Regions from separate parts of the Sminthopsis crassicaudata genome. Here region 1 is linked to region 2. The links are chromatin contacts, called in public Hi-C maps. All regions are on one chromosome and are shown on one strand. The core of a region is the stretch at or near the end of the contact, and the rest is flanking DNA. Distances in the headings are between cores, read along the strand shown. Region 1 holds the start of SLC6A12 (solute carrier family 6 member 12). Region 2 holds the start of WASHC1 (WASH complex subunit 1).

Region 1 (3,080 bases), core at 187-2,686, 260 kb after region 2:
CAAAATATTCATTTCTGGAGATATCTCCATGCTCTGTAATCTTAGTATCACCTCTGCCATCCACCCATGTCCTTTAAGGGATGAAGTCTGGCACAGGGGAAGGAAGAGGAGAATGGGAAGGGAGAAGGAGGAGGGAGAAACCTGCTCAGTTTGTCTACGAAGACAGAAGCTCAATCCCACGCTGGGCTCTGCAAAAGTTGTAAGAGAACTAGTAAAGTCCACAATTTCCCAGCCACCTTCCCAAGTGCAGAAGTCAGATTCTGGTTCCAAGGCTGAAATATCCCTCTGTACCCTGCCCCAGGCAGGAGAAAAATCATTTGCTCCCTCACCTCCCCATGCATTTGGGCAATGTCCACTCTCTGAGTGCCCACTCACTGAAGGTTCCAGGGATGATACACTCCCTGTTCTCTGAGGCCCTGCCCAGTCTCCACACCCACATACCAACGCCTGTTTCCACACACACACACACACACACACACACACACACACACACACACACTCACTCTTGTCGTTCCTGGTCACGTCCTTCTGCACACACATACCTGTGTTCACAACACCAAAACCTGAGGGCCTCTGTCCACCTAGTCTGTCCTTCACACCTAGTGGGCAAGTTTGTACCTATGCTACCTTCCCCCCCCTTCATTCTCTCATTCTATCCCTGGTCAACTGTTCACACCCCAGGAGACACATGCATTTTTGTACACCCCTTCCTCAGTCATCTCAGACCCCAATTAACTTTCTCTTTCGTGGAGAAGCATGTGGCTGTCACCGCTAACTCAGAATGGCAAGAGATACCTCTCACTACATCTCATCTCAATAACCTGGTTTTATTGCAGTCTACCTCCCCTCCCCCATCCCCAGATAGGTCTTTGACCCACCATATAGTCAGCTTCCATGCCCCCACTACACTGGCCAGCCAGTCTTTTATCTCACCTGCTACCTCTCCCTACCCCTTCTCCTTATCTCTCTCCTTTGTTGTCCATCCCATCTGGTACCTGACCCCCTTTTTCCTAGGGCATATGGGCATCTACTTCCTTTAGCAATCTCTGTCCTCTTAGTCTTCCCTGTCTAAACATATCTATGTATTTAGAAATCCAGGCAGTGAGACTGCAATAAAGGAAAATGACATTTCCATGTCAAGATTCCTCTAAAACTAGATCCTGTCTTTGCTCTTAGTGTATCTTGGAAGAAGGATCTCCTACTCCGGCTCCCTTTCCCCCCATCCCATGACTACTTTCTAGTCGAGGATCTTAAAGCTCAACTAAATTTCCTTTTATTCAGAAAAATCCTTTCTGAAGGCAGCTTTCAAATTCGGTGACAACAGTCCCAAGTCCTCCATCTCACCTCAGTCCCAACTCCAGGTTCCTGTGGTCAGCTCAGCCTTGGGCCATCGGGTCCTGGGACAGGCACTCAGGAAGCTTCTGGCTTGCAAGAAAGCCAAAAGAAAGGGGGCCTGGGAAGAAAACACCACTCCACCTTCACTCCTCCTACTTTCCCTCCCACCTCCTGAATCCCATCAGTTGTCCCAGGACTCCCAGACAGAGAGCTGCTCTGTGTGTGTGTGTGTGTGTCTGTGTGTGTGTTTGCATGCACCCGTATGTCAGGAGGGAGGTATGGGAGTGGGGAGGTGGCTGACAGAGAAACACCACAAGCGACAGGAGGGACTGGCCAAATATCTGTGAACATGATTACAACATCCAACCCCAGGAAGTCAAGTCCCCAGGGTCTAACCGATGCCCCCTGCCTCCAACCTTCTAATCCCTCCCTGGACACAGTCCTAAAGCTTTGCCTCTTTACAACTGAACTGAATTACTACTCTGAAGGGCCTGGCAGACAAGATCCTCTCATTACCATCAGATATCTCCCTTCTCCTCTCAAACCTTCAAATGCAAAAGACCAGGGATGGGGATGAGTGGAGAGGGATAGCACGGACTTGCTCACTGACTCTTAGGTCAGGAGTGGTGGTCTGGTGTTTTTGGCAAGGAACTGGGAGGTGAGCCAGTCTTAGAGTTACTGGACTTTTCCACAAGCATTAGCCTTTCAGAAAAACTTTCAGAAAGACACACTGAAATTGGACTTGGAGTCCTATCCTATCCCTCATCAGGGGAACATGGATCATAGTTTCTTCCTCTGTAAAATGTCCAACTGATATCACAGGGGCAGGTGGAAAGGCAAGTGCTTTGTAAACTATAAAATGCTGTATTCATGAATCCTCATTTTTATTATTGACATCCAAAATGAATCCAGGGGGGTAAGGATAGCTCCATTAAGTGTCAATTTCCCCAAAACTAAGAGCCAAGATACTTAAGACAGTACCTGGCCCCTAGCAATAGAAATGGCCTTCTGATTATTCCCCTCAGTCCTAATATATAAACAGATGGAACCTGTCTCTAACAGTGAGCCTTACCTAGTAGATGCTCAGCAAAGATCCTTAGGGGAAAAAACCCCTCTAATACATATAGCCTTTTTTTCTTGTTTTTTTTTTTTCTTTTCTCATATCTACCATGAAATTATTACTTGAGGACAGAATTCATCTCATGTCCTGTCATAGTGCCTAGTCTTGACCACAAAGACCACCAAGGTCATGCAGCTGACATGGCCAAAACTCACTGTGACACACAGTTCTAAAATAATACTGTCTAGCATGTACACACACATATCCAAATAAATAAACTCATAAACTTATACCTGCAAGGCTTTTTAGAGTTTATTTAGTCCAGCCCTTTTATTTTACAGATGAAGAAACTGAGGTTTAGATAGATTTTTTCATAATGGTGACAAGAGGACTTGAAGCCAAATTTCCTGATTTCAGGTGTTTGGATCTTTCCATAATACCCCTCCTGCCTCTGAAAGTGGCTGTATGGCCCAAAGAAACAGAGATCCAGGCAGAGGGGGAGGGGGAGGACGGGGGAAGACAGTACATTTCCTTTCTCATCTACTTCCTCTTCAAAAATGAGTTCTTCCTCATTCAGGATGAAGTGTGAAGTGGGTGAATCATGGCTTGTAACTTTCCACAGGGCTACTGCCCTGTTTCCAAACCACAGTCAGCATCTTCCTGCCTAGAAGATTATACAGAATGA
Region 2 (3,462 bases), core at 690-3,189:
CCAGGTAATGGGACTGAGCCATGGTCGTCATGGTGCCTGTGGGAGAGGGGAAAGTCAGATCTGCTCCATCCCCTCGGAAGTTCCTTCCGGCAGAAGGGGAGCAAGGCAAGCGGGGGACAATCTGGTACTGCTCTCAGGGGCCCCACAGCTAGGGAGTCCAGGGGCCAGTGGGCCAGACACCTTCACACCTTAGAGATGCCGCTACGGGGGCGAGGTAGGAGAGGGGGCCCAGCCGAGCTACTCCAAGCGCACATTTTGCATTCCCCTTCTGGCTGGGCCGGGGGAGGGGCGGCTCAGATTGGCTCAGGTGATGCAGGCCAGCAGACGGGAAAGCAGGAGGAGTGTATCAGGACAGGAGGTGATTGGGGGGGGAGGGGGGAGAGGGGGAGAGAAGAGGTGGAAGCGGAGCAACAAACACTCCAGTAAATTTCGAGGCAACGGCGGAGTCTATTTATATTTGGTTTAATTAACTCGGCTCCCCGGTGCCAGTGGAGCACAATCACACTGAAGACGGCACTGATTTGATTGGCAAGAGAAGTGCCAAGCGGAATATTAAGGCGAGGGCCCCTATAAATAGGACTAATCACGGTCCTAGCCCTGAAAGTGGCGGGGAGGACATTCATCAGCACCAGCTTCCCAGCCTCGGATCTAGGAACCGAGGGGGGATGGGAGATCGGCGAGGGAACCACGTCCCCCACTCTGCGGGCTGGGTGAGGCCGGGAGCAGGGATGCTCCTGCTTTCCTCCTTCCACCGCAGCCCCTCCGTGAGATCAGAAGAGGCTGCCCGGGCTCCCTCGGGGGCCTCATGCTGCGAGCAGGGCCCGCGGACGCGGAAGCCAGGCCACTCTCACTAGAAGGCGCGCGTCGCTCCGCGAGCCCCCAGCCTCATTCCGCCTCCTGCTCCGCCCCGCCCGGTCCGCCTCTCTGGGGGTTCAAAGCTTCAGCCACCAGGGGAAGGATGTTCGGCCTGACAAAAGGAGGGGTCCCCCACAGCACATTACGTCACTGAGAGCTGGGCCAGTAGGGGCACTCCTACCCAGCGAGTTCCAAAGGAGAGAAGGGGTTGGCCGTCTGAGGACACCGTAGTTGGAGGCCTAGCAGGATCGCAGAGAACGTTCCCCGACGGGTCGGGGAGGAGTCTGCGGAGTCACGTGAAAGCCTGGAAGGCAGGCGGGGCAGGCTTCCGGGAGTGGGGGCGGCCGGGATCCCAGACGGGGCGGCTCCTTTCTTCCCCAAGTCCCGGTCCTGGGCTCCTCTGGCCAGGCTCAGGTCTCTGGGGGACGGAAAGAGTCGCTGTGTCCTCCGGTCCCTCGCGTGCCTCTCTCCCCACAAAGGAATCCCTTCCCGCCCCCGAGATTCTGACTCACCCCCACCCCAGCTCGGCCCAGGCACCGCGGCCGCTCCTCTGGATTTGGACGCCCCGGGCCTGGCCCGGCAGTCCGGCGGGAGTCTGACGTCCCTCGTTTCCGCTTCCCTCCCCCTCCTCCGGCCGCCGGGTCCTAGCGCCCTCCTCTCAGTGCAAGAGTGAGCGTGGGAGCTTCCCCAATCTCCGTGGGTCTCTCGAATCTCCGTGGCCCTGGATTCCTTCCTCCCTAGAATCCTCTCCCTGCTTTCCCTGATCGAGCCCGGCTCTGCCCTTACCCGAAATCCGCCCTGCTGGCGGTAACTCCCGTTGCCCGACCCCCACGCTCACGGGCCTAACTTTGACCCGCGGGCCCAAGCTGTCTTTTCTTGTGGAGCCTGCGGGAATGAGGGCGGCTGAAGGAGGCCATAGCAATCCCAGGCCTCGTTCTAAAGCCGCACAGTTTGAGGGGTGGAAGCCCGGGGATCCTTGGAACCATTGGTCCAACTTGTACTTGAAAGGAAGCTCCCGCCCCTGGGATAACGTGCTAGTCTAGCGCTCAGCAGCCTCCATCGCGGAGGGAAACCTGAGACACCTCGCATTAGGTGTTCCGTGGTGTGGTTTTTTTTAACTGAGAATGGTTGCTAAGGGGAATCCCTCATCGATCTGACGTACCGCTAGGGATCAATTAATAGGCGTTTATTAAGTTCTTGACCTTTTTTTGAGTCTTACATCCTGATGAAGCCGATATGTTTTGAAATGATAATAGCATTTACATGGCAATTACCAGGAGCTTTACAAATATCCGATCCCTGCAATCCCGGGAGGCAGGGGTTAGGGTCATGCTCACTTTCCAGCTGAGGGCGGTGGCCGCGTCCCAGAGCGTCAGCCTCCGCGGTTCGGATTTGGTGAAGACCGGTTCGGATTTGGTGAAGACGTTCTGCGTTTGAATCTTGCTTCTGTGTTTTTAAATCTTGTGACTCCTGGCCAAGTGCTCTGTCCACTATGACATCATTTCTAATGCACTGAGTAAGTTTGTAAAGGAAACTGATTATGTGAAAATTATAAAAGTACAGTGTCCTAGGTTCAGAATCTAAAAATCAGTGTCCTGTTCCCAGTTTTTCCAGTGCTGAATATACAGAGGCACAAGACACACTAACTCCATGTGTGTGTGAGAATATATATGTATATAGGCACAAACAACCTATATCAAAATGATCAAAACCCACTTTTCAAATAATTAATCTAGATGAAAAACCTTCCTTGAATCCGACATAATTTGTTCTGTAGTTCTCTAAAAAATACCAGTTACTGTTCTTGGTGATAGTGGGTATGAAATTATGTACTATTATTGTATGCATGTGGATTAATTGCTTTGACCTTCAGTGCCCTCTTCTCTATTTTTCCCTTCTCCCAGAGTGGCCTCCAGAATACCTATCTGTGTGGAAGCCCGTGAGATTCATCTCGAGGATGGATAACTCAGGCTCTGTTTGCTCTGAAACAACAATGTCCTAGGAAGAACAGCATCAGGGTGGTACACGAGGACATCCCAGTTGCAAAACATAGGGAAAACACTAAAGCATAGGATGAAGGAAAGGTGGCGGTGAGGATGGCATGGTGCCCCTGGGGATTTTAGAGACTGGGCCTTTCTCACAGAAGGGGCACGGAAGAGTAACAGTTCAAATCCATGTAGGACTTTACAAAGTGCTTTCTTAACAACCCAATAAGAGAGAGATTGCAAGTGTTTTTAACCTCATTTTACCGAGGGGGAAACTAGGCCAGAGAGAATATGACAATGTCACTCAGCTAGTAAATTTGAAGTCAAGAATTTACTGATTCTAGGCCCTACGTTACAGAAATTTTCTATTTCTTTGTCCTATTGATGCTAAAATCAGAACACAATGCCTTCTTCAGATTTTTTTATTTTTAATTTTTCATTAGATATTTGCTTCTAATCACTAGAGGAACACATACAAAAACGTAAAGAAATAGGCTTCCCTCCTCCCCCTTTGTTCCCTAGTGTGTAACAGTGGAAAAATTGCTGGATTTAATATCTAAAACCCATTGATAACCCTGTAATTGGGATCATATCTTTATTCTAGGCATCCTTTTCCTTGTCT

Evidence for each region. Hi-C and Micro-C count contacts between places; a contact is called where the count stands out from the background.
Region 1: a contact with region 2 is called in a Hi-C map of hippocampus, with 2.0 times the contacts expected there. The contact joins the promoter of SLC6A12 here to the promoter of WASHC1 in region 2. A contact is called at or near these places in 2 of 2 Hi-C or Micro-C datasets (fibroblasts and hippocampus).

Annotation. Positions count from the first base shown.
Region 1 is chr5:195,658,965-195,662,044 of ASM4859323v1, forward strand. It overlaps SLC6A12 (solute carrier family 6 member 12), which reads right to left and starts at 1,437. Exons shown (of 15, transcript XM_074269333.1): 1 at 1,345-1,437.
Region 2 is chr5:195,399,637-195,403,098 of ASM4859323v1, forward strand. WASHC1 (WASH complex subunit 1) reads right to left here and starts at 1,940. Exons shown (of 11, transcript XM_074269307.1): 1 at 1,642-1,940; 2 at 1-36. The coding sequence starts at 31. It overlaps LOC141543692 (a long non-coding RNA gene), which reads left to right and starts at 1,051. Exons shown (of 2, transcript XR_012482492.1): 1 at 1,051-2,371; 2 at 2,760-3,069.